Regions from separate parts of the Mus musculus genome. Here all the other regions are linked to region 2. The links are chromatin contacts, called in public Hi-C and HiChIP or PLAC-seq maps. All regions are on one chromosome and are shown on one strand. Each heading gives the region's core, a stretch centred on a gene start, on an enhancer-like site or on the middle of the called end of the contact. The rest is flanking DNA. Distances are from core to core; before and after follow the strand shown.

Region 1 (3,176 bases), core at 54-2,553, 130 kb before region 2:
CTCTGCAACAAACGGTTAATGCCTTGATGTGTTGCCATGGAAACAAGACCCCTATGTCAGGTTGACATTGATTCTAGCAATGGAGAAAGTGCCTTGCATTCTCTTCAACCTTGATTGTATTTCATTCAGAAAAAAAAAAATCTTCATTTTAAGAGATCAGCCCCATATCCTACGAGGACCAAAATACCAATACGGGCAATATGGTAATGTGAAATTCCATTACTGAAAATTTGCAAATTCATTTGTATCACATCTTATTTAATATGGCTTAAAAATGAAAAATTAAAGCCAGGCATGATGGGGCACCCCCTTAACCCCAGCACTCAGGAGACAGAGGAAAGTGGATCTCTTGAGATCATAGTAACAAGAGCTACACAGCAACACCCTGAATCAAAACAAAGAACAAAAGTAAGAATTAAAATATATATAACAAAAAGCAGGAACTACAAAGTCTTCACTAACATTATGCCCTTAGAATTTCCTTCCCTTAAAATATAGCTCAGAAGGGGTCTCTCTAGTGAAGAATTGATGAATAAATGTGTCTTTGCCACATTTAAAAAAAAAAAGGCTGTGAAATGATCAGACTAACAAAACAGGCTAGGCTTGAATGCTGGCCCTGTATCCTTAATCTATGGCCCTAATTCTGGGGATGGAGATACAGATCAGTGACTCAAACCATGCTTAGTATACACAAGGACCTAGATTTAACCCTTGGAACATTTGAACCTAAGTGAATCTATAGTTTCCTATGCCTCCATTTCTCACTGGTAACATAAAGACAATAGGACTTCCTACCTAGTAGGATATTCATGAAGATTAAGTAAGCTAAAACACAGAAATCGCTCTGAGTCTTGGACTCTCCACACTTTAGCTGTCCAAGTCTTTGTTGTAAAGCCAATTACTTTAGAATAGTTATAATTACTTGAAAACTCAAAGAACACCTAATATTGTTTTTAGATGCCCTGTAATTTAAGTAGGTTTGTTTTTTTCCTCCTTTCTGTTTTCTTTTGGGGTGGGAGAAGGGAAAACCTTAAACATAGCTCTGCAAGCACAAAAAGAACACACTTTTATCATCCTATGGGTCACTGAGAGAACAATGTTCCCAGAATGAGGTTGGACTCGCTGAGGAGGGTTTCTGCGGCCCTTTGCTTGGGTTTTCTAGGTCCCGTGCAAAGCATTCTGTTGTATCTGATCACAGCTCAGGCCCAGCTCGAGCGGAAGAACCACCGAGTGATGAGCTGGCTGCCAGGCCCTTTCACTTTAATTGTGGAGCTGGACTAGAAATTACCTAGCAACCACTTGAGTAAATGATAGGGAAAACTTGACAGAGTGGTTTCGCAATCGTAATCAGGCAAACATCTTTACGGTCCCTCTCCTGGCCGTATTTCCGGAGCCCTGTTCATCTGCAAGTCATCAGAATAAGCAGGTCCAATGAAGACTAACAGTGACACAAACACCTCAGAGGGAAGATGCTGAGAAAACACTTGGTCACAAAGACCTTGGGAAAGTAGCCTGCACGTTCGTCGGCGCCTACAAAGACATAGACAGCATTCCATAATGGGATGTCGTGGATGAGAAGTTTTTGTCGTGACACAGAATCAGCATCTTGGACAGATGTAACTGATCCTTAAGAATGCCACTTGAATATTCCTTCTCTTTGCCAGCCACCCAGTGACATGGTTCGGGGTTGGTTCTACCTTGCCCATCTAACTCTCTAAGTGCGTACAGTTGGAAAGTTCTAGGAAGCTGAGCTCAATCCCAGGCACTTCCCTTATAGGCGTGCAGAGACCACAGCATAAACACTTGCGGGAGCAAATTCCAAGTTGCCAAAAGATGATTTAACTACCCCAAATCTATTTACCGAGCAGCAACTAAGTAATGTACATTGGGTTTTGTGCTCAGAGTACAGAATTAAATCAATTTAAGTCCTTGCATTCAATAGCACGTTGCCAGAAGAGACGGCGCTAATGGAAATATAATAAAGCAACATGAAGCCTTTCTGCGTAAGAACGGGGTGCTGTGTGAGTACACAGCTAGCAGTTATAGTACTTAATACTTCTTTCGATATAGCTTTCTGCACATATTGACTTTTCCAAATCTCTTGAGAGCCCTAAAAGAAAACTGGGTGCACAGTGCTTAAGTGACTTACGGTCTTTTGCTATTGCCATCTTAGGACAAATGAGTTACATACTAGGAGAATTAAGGTTTTCTGGAAGGAGACCCAACATGCCATGCTGCTTGAGAAGTGAGTTCGACTCCATTAGACATCACGGAGGAAGAGAACCCCGGGAGAAGAAGGAAGCACACCCCAATATGGACACCATTAACCCTGGCAAGAGTGCTTCAGCAACAGGAATTCTACTTCCGTGTCCTCTTCTACGGCTGTGGAAGCTACAGAGCCAAGAGGTCATCCTCCTTCAGACTACCACTTGTCCTACCACAGACCCCACTTTCTAATCCAGGACCCCAGTAGTTGCCACTTCAGTGGCCTGAGGCCCCATGTGGAATGTCTTAAGACCTCATATTAACCTAGTAGGAGTAAAATGGGGTGCTGTCTACTCATAAAGAATGACCTCTACAGGGATGTGATGCCAACGGCCCCTGGAGGCGCAGGTTCAATACCCACAGACCCACATGCAAATCCTTTTGAGGGGCTGTACAGAGATGGGGTAGAAAGCTAAGGCTGGTGAGTATTCTCTATACTCTCCTAGGTTCTGACACTCTGATACTAAACTCTAGAGTCTACGAATCTCGACTCTAAAGTTAGCTTTAGGAAGCATTTTACAGGTGGCTTGGGTTTTAATCAAAAATAGAGGTTACGTATTTTATTATAAACTCAGGAGTGCAGTACACCTCATTTCAAGCAAGCTGTATCTCTTTTGCATTAATCTGCCTTATTTCTGTCATCTGTAATCCTTCTCTGACCCACCCCCTTCTCTTGTGCCTTCTCTGTTAGCCTCATGGATACACTTTAAGAATTTAGAAATATGAGGTGTGGTCTTTATTTATTCCCAAGCTCTGGGCTTTGCAAATGTTTAGGACTAGATAGAAGGGGATTTGTAACTATTTGTTGGGGAGATTAAAGGTAAACAAAAAAAAGCTGGAAGGTAAAATTTGAAGCAGAGAAAAAGAACATGGCGTTCAGAAGAGCACAGGCGCACCTATGCGAATTGCTA
Region 2 (2,969 bases), core at 118-2,617:
CTCCTTTAGTTAATAGTCCATAAAAAATGGTTTTATGATATTTTACACAAAATTATAGATGAGTCAGTCTATGTACTGACAATATTCATTAGCATAATACCCCACACCACACACATTACAATAGTAAATGCTTGCTTGAGAATAAGTTCACAGACAGCTTAAATGCAGAATCAGTAAGTAACCAGTTCCCTACTGTGTGCAAATTAATTCCCTACTTAATGCTCACAGCAATAGGAAAACACAGGAGCTTGGCCACTTTAGGAAGGGACTTTAAACCTAACTGGTGAAAGACATATGAATAAAATAGATCGCTGGGCCCCTAGGCACATCCTAAGGAAGATGCTAACAGAATAAAACTGGCAATTAGTGAACATTACACATTGTGTTCCATTCGTTCTGCGTGAAAATCAAACAGAAAAGCGCTCGAGAAGTCCATAGTGCAGTCCTCATTGTGACATGTCCTGAAAGGAACGTAAATCATTTTCTTTAACAGCACTGAGCTTGTTTGTTTTGTCGGATTGCCCACTCTAGTTCTTGAGAAATAATGACCACAGCTCCTCCAACGGCCTGCAGCGTTCTCTAAGGTTCCATGGGAGAGCTTTCCAGATGAGATTTAAACAAGCTGAGGTTTAAACACAACGTGGTAGCCAAGGCTGCCATTTTAACCTTTTAAATAATACTTTTTCGCTAGCATGCTATCACAATACTATCATAATGTTTAATAAACAAAACCTCAGCAGAGCTTTATGCTAGCTAGTGCTGGGTGCATTGACTTGGCATTTCCAACTTGACTCAGGTTTCAGTTGATCTCAGGAGGAAGATTTCTCCTACAGCCAGGGTACCCACAAGACAACAAGGTGATTGCTGAGACCTCCCATTCGCAAATACATCTCATGCTGATCACAATTTGTTTCATGATGTATAAAGAGACGAAAATAATACAAAAACAAATAAGATGATAAATACTCCATACAAATCATGTCCCAGCGGGTCTCATTTCACGTCTTCTGATTACAGCATTGGTTCGTTCGGTTTATCGGCTTTGTGATGAGTGAATTTGTTGAAACTGAACTCATGAAGTTACTTCTACTGCTAACATACCTTCTACCCGAATACAGCGTAGTGTTATGAGATATTTTTTGAAGGGAATTTCTGGACAACTAAATTCCACTGGGAAAGTTGTTCTGCGAAATCCTTTCTAGATCAACAAGATTATGCGTCTCTGAGAAAGGCTCCAGTCTACAACAGAAACACCGAACCATCCTAGGGTTTCTAGCCTATCGAGCACTCTTCACACCAGTAGGGCCACCAGCAGAGTCAGCCTAGGGTGCAGTATGGTCTTCCTCTTCCCACTGGGTTTTGCACAACACCTGCGAGTTAATCAGGATGTTTTGGGGTGTGCCTGCACTTCTCTGTCAACATCTCAGCTTTGGGCAGATGCCAGCCTGTAAGAGATTTTCATCTTGAGGCCGCTTCCTTTCTTGCAACACTGGTTGGACTGTTGCCAAAATCATCAAGCTACCGAGGGAACATCCCTTTTTACTTACTCCCATCCATTTCTGGATCAAAGAACCAGCCCTGAGTGCTACGACTGAAGATAGGCTTTTTTCCCCCACTCCTTCTTATTAATTACTCAACTAAAACAATCCTCACTAATCTCATTAGTCCCTTCTTTTTGACATGTTACTATCTCAGTACTGAGTTCATCTCAAGGATTTCTGCTTTGGTTTTGTTTGTTTGTTTTGCTTTTCGATTAAAGAAGAACGGAATGATTTAGGGCTACAATAATACTTATCATTCTATGAATATTCAGGTCTTTGTTTCTACATAGAAATAACAATGCAATTTCAATGCCTAATGACTATGGCAGTTTGTGTGTGTGTATGTGTGTGTGTGTGTGTGTGTGTGTTTGTGTGTGTGTGTGTGTGTGTGTGTGTGTGTGTGTGTATACCCACGGAGGCTAGAGATGGACATTGTAATTTTGCTACTCTTATGAATCATAATGTATATATGTGACATGCAGGGTATCTGATATGTGACCCCCATGAAAGGGTCATTAGACTCTAAAGGGGGTTGCAATCCATAGGTCAAGAACCTCTGTTTTACGCCATACTTTTGAAACAAGATCTCTCACCAATCTTGGGGCTCCATGATTTGGAACCCAAAAGTTCCAGGTCCCTTCCTCTTCCCATCCTAGTCGCTGGTTCCTGGCACTCTGATCACAGTCACAATCTATTTACCCAGCTTTATACGTGGGTGCCAGGAAGCTGAACTCAAGTTCTCATGCTTGCCAAGGCTAGCACTCTGCTAACTGGATTCTCCATTCCTCATTGCAGCATTTGTAAATATTAATCTCCACACATGCCGTGTATTTACTGACGCCAATGTAATGAAAATTGAAGCAACAGTGAGAATGGCCAAACCCCAACACACTGACAACTATAAATTGCTACAAAAGTGTGGACCACAAGAACTCATTTATTGTTGGGACAATACAAAATAGTACCATCATGGTAGAAGACAGTTTGGCAGCTTCGTGCAAAACACAAACTGTATGATACACCAGTCACTCTTTGGTGCTCAGTAAATGGAGTTGAAAACGTGTGTTCATGCAGGAACCTGAGTATGAATGTTCCACACTCAGTGGAACAAAGCTTAGATGCAGTCCCTCATCAGTGAATAGATAAATTCTGATACATAGAGTGGGGATTTACTCAGTTGTTTTAAAAAAAAAATGAGCCAATACCAAGCTTAGAATGCAGTTCAGTGGGAGAGTTCTTGCCTAGCATATCGAAGGCTTAGGTTCCGCTTCCTAAGGCTACAAAAACAAAACACTGGAAAAAAAAAACATGGATGCATTAAATGCATAGTGATAAAGTGAAAGAAACCAACATGAAAGGGTGCGTCCCATATGATTCCAATGTGATGTCATTCTGGAAAAGACGAAATTATTTAATAGGATTAAATAA
Region 3 (3,091 bases), core at 271-2,770, 160 kb after region 2:
AGTCACTTAGATTGAGATAAGGAAAGCCTACTTAATATGAGACATAAATCTGAATGAGCTTTCAGACGACAAAATTATCTCTCACTGGGATCCACAAATGGGGCCTGATGTCCAAAAGTCAGGAAGTATTTTGTTTAAGGAAATCCACCCAAACAGGGCGCCAAGGAGCCTGTGGCTGGGAGAGGGGAAGCGGATTCTGCCTTTAATGAGCGCCATCACGAGCAATAACTAGGAACTAAAGCCTCCAGTTCTTCGGTTGCAAAGTGGACATGATATAATAATACCTGCCCTTCTCTCTCGCACCTTCTTCTGGGTGCAATACATGAGATTATAAATGCACACCTCTCTTTTTTTTTTCCAGTGCTGAAATATTAAGGAAATCTTTGCCCTGATCATTAAGGCAACAGTTGGCCCCGGGTAGGGGAACGGGCCAGCAGGGCTTGGGGCCATTAGCTAAGACTGGTGTTTGGAGAGAAAGCAATGAAAAGCCTCACAGCAGATGTGGATACTCGCTGGTCTCTCACTTGGTGACCCCCATACATCTCCCAGGCGACATGAATGTTACTGGGCCCAATTAGCATTACCCTTTCACATAACATTCAAATTCCTGGACTTCCGAGGGCAGCCGGCCATGGCCATATAAGGGAGGAACGGAAAAGCACAGATAAGAGGAAAGGAATGGAGAAAGCAAAAGGTTACAGGGGGCGGGGGAAGGAGGGTTTTACATTCCCCCACACAAAGAACAAGATGTTGCCCCAAATTCTGTTTTCTGGAGGGAAAGAATTAACAAAAGAACTTCTACCAAGAGGCAGGCCATTCTCTGTGCCACTACGAGCATGTGTGGTGGGGTCTAGTTGCTATTACTATGGCTAATTTGTTTCTACTTACAGGGTATGTTGTTGTGTGGTTTTCTTCTCTTGTTCAGTTCATCTTTCACGGCCTCTGCCATTTTCACTATGCACAGTTAGTCATACCAAATCCACTTTATGCCCTAAAAACGTATCCCTGCCTTGACACAAAGCAGAGCTCTGTACATCAGGGCTCTTGCCTCCACCAAAATAGATTTCTACAATTCATTTTCATGCTGACAATGTGCATGCAAAGACAGGAAGGCACAGAAAATCAAATTGCTCAAGATTTTAAGTCAGGAAGAAGAATCATTTTAAGCACCCCCCATCCCTCTCCAGACCCCCACCCCCACCCCCACCCCCACTAACGTTTCTGGTAATTTAAAGGCTCCAGAAAACTTAAGCAGAACACTTCTCAAATAAAAATAAAAATGCTTTGACGTGTACCAACAAAGGGAGGGAGAAAGGGTGTCAAAAGTGGGCCGGCTGACAGCTCTCCTGACAAGGAAACCCTGAACCCTATTTTTAAACCTATCTGTGTAATTTAGGAGAGAAGTCACCATGTCTCCTGATAAAGCCTTTGGAGGCGGCTGGAGGATAAGTGTGCGGTTCTGAGAAAGGCAGCGCCGCCCACACTGAGAAGGCAGAGCCTCGCTCGAGCTTCTGTCTTTTAGCAGAACCAAAAAGAAAGAAAGAAAAGTGCATTTCCTGGGGGTGCGGCAGGAGGGGACAGGAAGATGGAAGCAACTACCAAAAGAAAAAAGACACAGAAGGCCCCAGATCTGAAAATGGGGTAAGCACCCACCCCCACCCCACCCCACCCCCACATCATTACTGATAACAAGTCAAAGACGAGCACCTCGAGGGGATTAGGTGAATGGCATGGAGAGAATTTGCTCATGACTCAAGGCCTATGGAGTACCGTTATTTCAAGTAACTCCATGGAGAGGTGGGACAGATAGGGGAGCTGCTTCGCCTCCGTGTAACAGTGAGGAGGAGCAGAAATAAGGAGGCGAGATGATTTGGTACAGGGATGAGGGCGGCCCTTAACTCCCAGCTGTTTGCAATGGAGCTGATGATGCTGTACCTTTTGAGTATTGCCATTAAATAACAGTGCCAAGTAAGCGTTCCTTAACACCACCATAGTGAAAGGCTTGTCCCGAGGTCCATGAGACCTTGAGTCTGTGAAGAAGGTAGCCACCAAACAAGGCACTAGACACAGTGTCTTGCGGGGGTGTGGAGAACAAAGAAATAAGTGGGCTTCCTGCCTCCTTCAGCTTCTGATTAGACTAATACCTGGTCTCGACTTGTAAGCTGACTATGACCAGTCTACGCTCCTCAACCCCCAACCCCCTCTACTGGCATGCACATTAGTGCGCGCATGCGCAAGAGCGCAAACACGCCCCAGGCTATAGCCAAGAGCACAGCAGCCAGCTCTGGATGGTTGACCCTGACACAGGCCCCAAAGGGCAATGATGTGACCGAATGAATGGAGTCTCTTATTAAAAATTAATTTCTGTCAAGCCAGATTACATGTGAACACAGCCTCTTTGTGATCGCCACCGTGATTTCTGGAAACAAACATAGGCCCTACTGTTGCCAAAAGCAAGGCCAGCTTAGGACAGTCTTGAGTCTTGATTGGCCAACACAGCAACAGGTTCCCCAAGGCTCACAAAGGCATTTGTCCCGTGGAGGACAGAGAGCTGCCTCTTCTATTTCTCCTCCTGCCCTGCACCCACTGCCTAGTTAGAGACTGCAAAGCTTGCTTCAGAGTGGTCTTGTCGCCTGAGAGCTTAAGCTTTCCCCTGAGAAGACAGAAGGATCATAGCATCATTGCCCTAAGTTCAGGGCTGACACTGGGGAAACAAAAGAGATAGCATGTGTAGCCCTTGAAATGCAGAAGGCAGGCCCTGCAAGGACAATTATTCTGTCTCCTACCACCCCACTCCTGGGCACCTTACCTGGGACATTAGCTTCTGTAAAGTTGCTCCTCAGTTTAGCCCATTAGACCCAGAGTGGTGTGAGCAGTTTAACGTGTTATTTTCTTGTGGCACAGGGTGGAAGGAAACAGAGATCTGGGATTAAAACACTGTCGAGCAAATGCACAGATCTCATGCATCCATAAATGCAATCTTTGATTTCTCCATTACATCTTTGACATCTTCTATCATGAGAGTAAGAAGGGAGAGTTAGGGGGGGCAGGGTGCAATTCTTGGTGTTGCTATACCTTAATATAGTGGCAG
Region 4 (2,730 bases), core at 158-2,657, 160 kb before region 2:
ACTGTGCTTCCTGCCATGCTAAGCATGGATTAAATCCCTAACCCTGTAACCAAGCCCCTGCCCCTTATTAAATGCCATTTTTAAAACTTGCCTTGGTTACAGTCTCTCTTCACAGAAATAGAACAATAAGACAAATCTCATTGCCTTATTTTAGATACACGAAAAATCTTGTTTGGGGGAAGTTGAGTCAGCTATATGGCAAGTGCGGCCAGGGCAAGCACTTGAGCTTTAAAATGTAATCTGGGACCCTCTCCGGTTTGCACTGTCACCCTAGGCGTGTGAGAGATTTAAAAGAGAGAAGAGCATAGGTTTAGGTGAAAAGAAACTTGATTTAATCTAAAGACCCGGTGACAACAGCAGGTTAGATAATGTTCTTGATTCTCAGTTTTCCCATTTGTAAAATAACACTCAGAGATACTCTGCACTATTTATTTGATGACATTACTTGTCTCTCAAGAATAATGGGAATATGGCATTAAAATACAGGCCCTGACATGCACATACTTAGATTCACCATGCCTGGGTATCACTGCTAATTTCAGGGCTACCCTCAGCTCTTCCTCACAGACAAATTGGATATATATTTTTAACTTGCCAAAAATCACTGAGTCTTGGCTCAATTAAACTAGTACATCCAATGTGAGGAGGGATTCCAAGGAAAGCGCGGCATTCCCTTCTCTCCTGTGAATACAACAGATTTGTAAGCCTTCCTTTGCTTTCTTGAGTCCCAAACAGAAACCGGCACAAAGGTCAGTTCTGTCTATTAGAGACATAAGAAAAGGCAATTAACTTTAGGGACCCTTGCTGAGGAATCGCAATCATGTTCAAATGTTCATTTGGATCTACCCAGCCAAGACTCACAAGAACAGAGTGCCTCCAAATTGAACACAGAGCCCCCCAAAATGCTAGGCAAACCCATCTGTTATTAGACGCGTTCTCACGCCCGGCCAGGAAAGATGCAACAGACCAGAATCTTCTGCGGCAAAACTTTATTGCTTACATCTTTGGGAGCCAGGAGAGCAAGCGCCCAGCGCCCAGCCCCAAAAACGAAAGCCCCTCCAAATAATTTTTAGGAGCCAGAGCTCCGGCGCGCCAAAGCGCAGAGCGTGCTCTATTGTTTACATCTTTAGGCAGCGAGCGAGCGCAGGGCGCGCAGAGCCAGAGAGATGCCAGCGAGAGAGAATGGCGGAAAACCCCGTCCCCTTTAAGGAGGAGTGACCCTTCACTTAGGACGCATCACTCCCTGATTGGCTGCAGCCCATGGCCGAGCTGACGTTCACGGGAAAAGCAGAGTACAAGTAGTCGTAAATACCCTTGGCACATGCGCAGATTATTTGTTTACCACTTAGAACACAGGATGTCAACGCCATCTTGTGACGGCGAATGTGGGGGCGGCTCCCAACACCCATCTGTGCTCCTTTAAAACTACAATGGTGCTTATAATCTCTCAAAGGAGCTGTCATGGCTCTGCTCAATACCACTGTCTTTAGTAAGCGATAGTCATGTTTAGAAAGAGAAGGGCCAGTTAATGTGTTTTCTTGTGAGCCTCTGTTTACTGGTATATCTTTGACATTCGTAAAAAGGAATTTGAGAGGAAAATACTCTTTACCTTATGGGATACTGGTCTTCTAAAGTTCTATTCTTTGATGGCTTCGTGTGTGTGTGTGTGTGTGTGTGTGTGTGTGTGTGTGTGTGTGTGTGTAAAATGTATTCCAGGAAATGTTTGTTCTTCATTTTGTGAGTAAAGAATCCTCCCACATGTTTGTTGTGACCTAATATTAATACATCATCTTAACCTATCTGATATCTCTGCTAAGTTTTAACATGCCTATAATTTATGAAAGGGTGAATTAAATTTTAAAAATCTGTTGATTTGCCTGCCTATCCCTGGAGTTCCATTAAGTTGCAAGGCATCCGTATGGTCATTGTATTAGGGTTTCTATTTCTGTGAAGAGACACTATGACCACAGCAACTCTTATAAAGGAAAACATGTCATTGGGGCTGGCTTACTTTTCAGAAGTTTAGTCCATTGTCATCATGGCAGGAAGCATGGCAGCATGCAGGCAGACACAGTGCTGAGGAAGTGGGTGAGAGTTCTACATCTGTATTCAAAGTCAGCGTGAACAGAGAGTGACATAGGGCCTGGCTTGAGCACCTAAAGCTAGTGACATACTGTATTGGCTGGTTTTGTGTGTCAACCTGAGAAAGCTGGAGTTATCACAGCGAAAGGAGCCTCCCTTGAGGAAATGCCTCCATGAGATCCAGCTGTAAGGCATTTTCTCAATTAGTAATCAAGCGTGGGAGGGTCCACAGTGGGTGGTGCCATCCCTGGGCTGATGGTCCTGGATTCTATAAGAAAGCAAGCTGAGCAAGCCAGTAAGAAACATCCCTCCATGGCCTCTGATTCTGCCTCCAAGTTCCTGCCCTGTGTGAGTTCCTGTCCTGACTTTCTTTGGTGATGAACAGCAGTGTGGAAGTATAAACTGAATAAACCCTTTCCTCCAGTAGTGGCTATTCCTGGTTGTCAACTTAACTATATTTGGAATGAACTACAATCCAGAATTGGAAGGCTCACCAGTGACCCTTATCTGGAGGCTGGGAGATAGAAGTTTCTGATCTGGATCTTGGTATGGAGACCTTGAGGCATAGTGGCTACAGATCCCAGAAGATTAAATCTCCGAGTTCAAGGTCATCTGGGATTAAAGGTGTGGTGGAACACACCTTTAATC

What was found. A called contact is a pair of places that touch in the nucleus more often than the background predicts. HiChIP or PLAC-seq counts read pairs in DNA pulled down with a chosen protein or histone mark.
Region 1: a Hi-C map of the N1E-115 cell line shows a contact between it and region 2, with 3 times the contacts expected there. The contact joins two enhancer-like sites. A contact is called at or near these places in 14 of 39 promoter capture datasets (the 3T3-L1 cell line, 3T3-L1-derived adipocytes, the C10 cell line and 8 more), 2 of 15 datasets of contacts at CTCF or cohesin (CD8 T cells and pro-B cells), 18 of 484 Hi-C or Micro-C datasets (the N1E-115 cell line, Th1 cells, bone marrow-derived macrophages and 10 more) and 4 of 115 datasets of contacts at active chromatin or transcription factors (CD8 T cells, bone marrow-derived macrophages, fibro-adipogenic progenitors and 1 more).
Region 3: a Hi-C map of the N1E-115 cell line shows a contact between it and region 2, with 2.6 times the contacts expected there. The contact joins two enhancer-like sites. A contact is called at or near these places in 7 of 39 promoter capture datasets (the C10 cell line, HPC-7-derived erythroid cells, cranial neural crest and 2 more), 1 of 15 datasets of contacts at CTCF or cohesin (the NIH/3T3 cell line), 11 of 484 Hi-C or Micro-C datasets (the AML12 cell line, the C10 cell line, the N1E-115 cell line and 7 more) and 10 of 115 datasets of contacts at active chromatin or transcription factors (the 230-238 cell line, CD8 T cells, bone marrow-derived macrophages and 5 more).
Region 4: an H3K27ac HiChIP or PLAC-seq map of microglia shows a contact between it and region 2, with 4 times the contacts expected there. The contact joins two enhancer-like sites. A contact is called at or near these places in 3 of 39 promoter capture datasets (the C10 cell line, liver and pre-B cells) and 2 of 115 datasets of contacts at active chromatin or transcription factors (CD8 T cells and microglia).

The regions. Positions count from the first base shown.
Region 1 is chr10:99,572,353-99,575,528 of GRCm38.p6, reverse strand. No RefSeq gene overlaps it. Among named protein-coding and RNA genes, the nearest start is that of Gm20110, 35 kb to the left of the region's middle. Within about 2 kb of position 1,303, at least 13 of the 459 cell types and tissues checked have an H3K27ac peak or open chromatin away from gene starts, as enhancers often do. A contact at or near this core is called in the N1E-115 cell line, double positive thymocytes and pro-B cells, where this site is marked.
Region 2 is chr10:99,439,694-99,442,662 of GRCm38.p6, reverse strand. No RefSeq gene overlaps it. Among named protein-coding and RNA genes, the nearest start is that of Gm34983, 19 kb to the left of the region's middle. Within about 2 kb of position 1,367, at least 73 of the 459 cell types and tissues checked have an H3K27ac peak or open chromatin away from gene starts, as enhancers often do. A contact at or near this core is called in the N1E-115 cell line, double positive thymocytes, liver and 2 more, where this site is marked.
Region 3 is chr10:99,283,455-99,286,545 of GRCm38.p6, reverse strand. No RefSeq gene overlaps it. Among named protein-coding and RNA genes, the nearest start is that of Gm34921, 14 kb to the right of the region's middle. Within about 2 kb of position 1,520, at least 84 of the 459 cell types and tissues checked have an H3K27ac peak or open chromatin away from gene starts, as enhancers often do. A contact at or near this core is called in the N1E-115 cell line and liver, where this site is marked.
Region 4 is chr10:99,598,233-99,600,962 of GRCm38.p6, reverse strand. No RefSeq gene overlaps it. Among named protein-coding and RNA genes, the nearest start is that of Gm20110, 9.6 kb to the left of the region's middle. Within about 2 kb of position 1,407, at least 65 of the 459 cell types and tissues checked have an H3K27ac peak or open chromatin away from gene starts, as enhancers often do. A contact at or near this core is called in microglia, where this site is marked.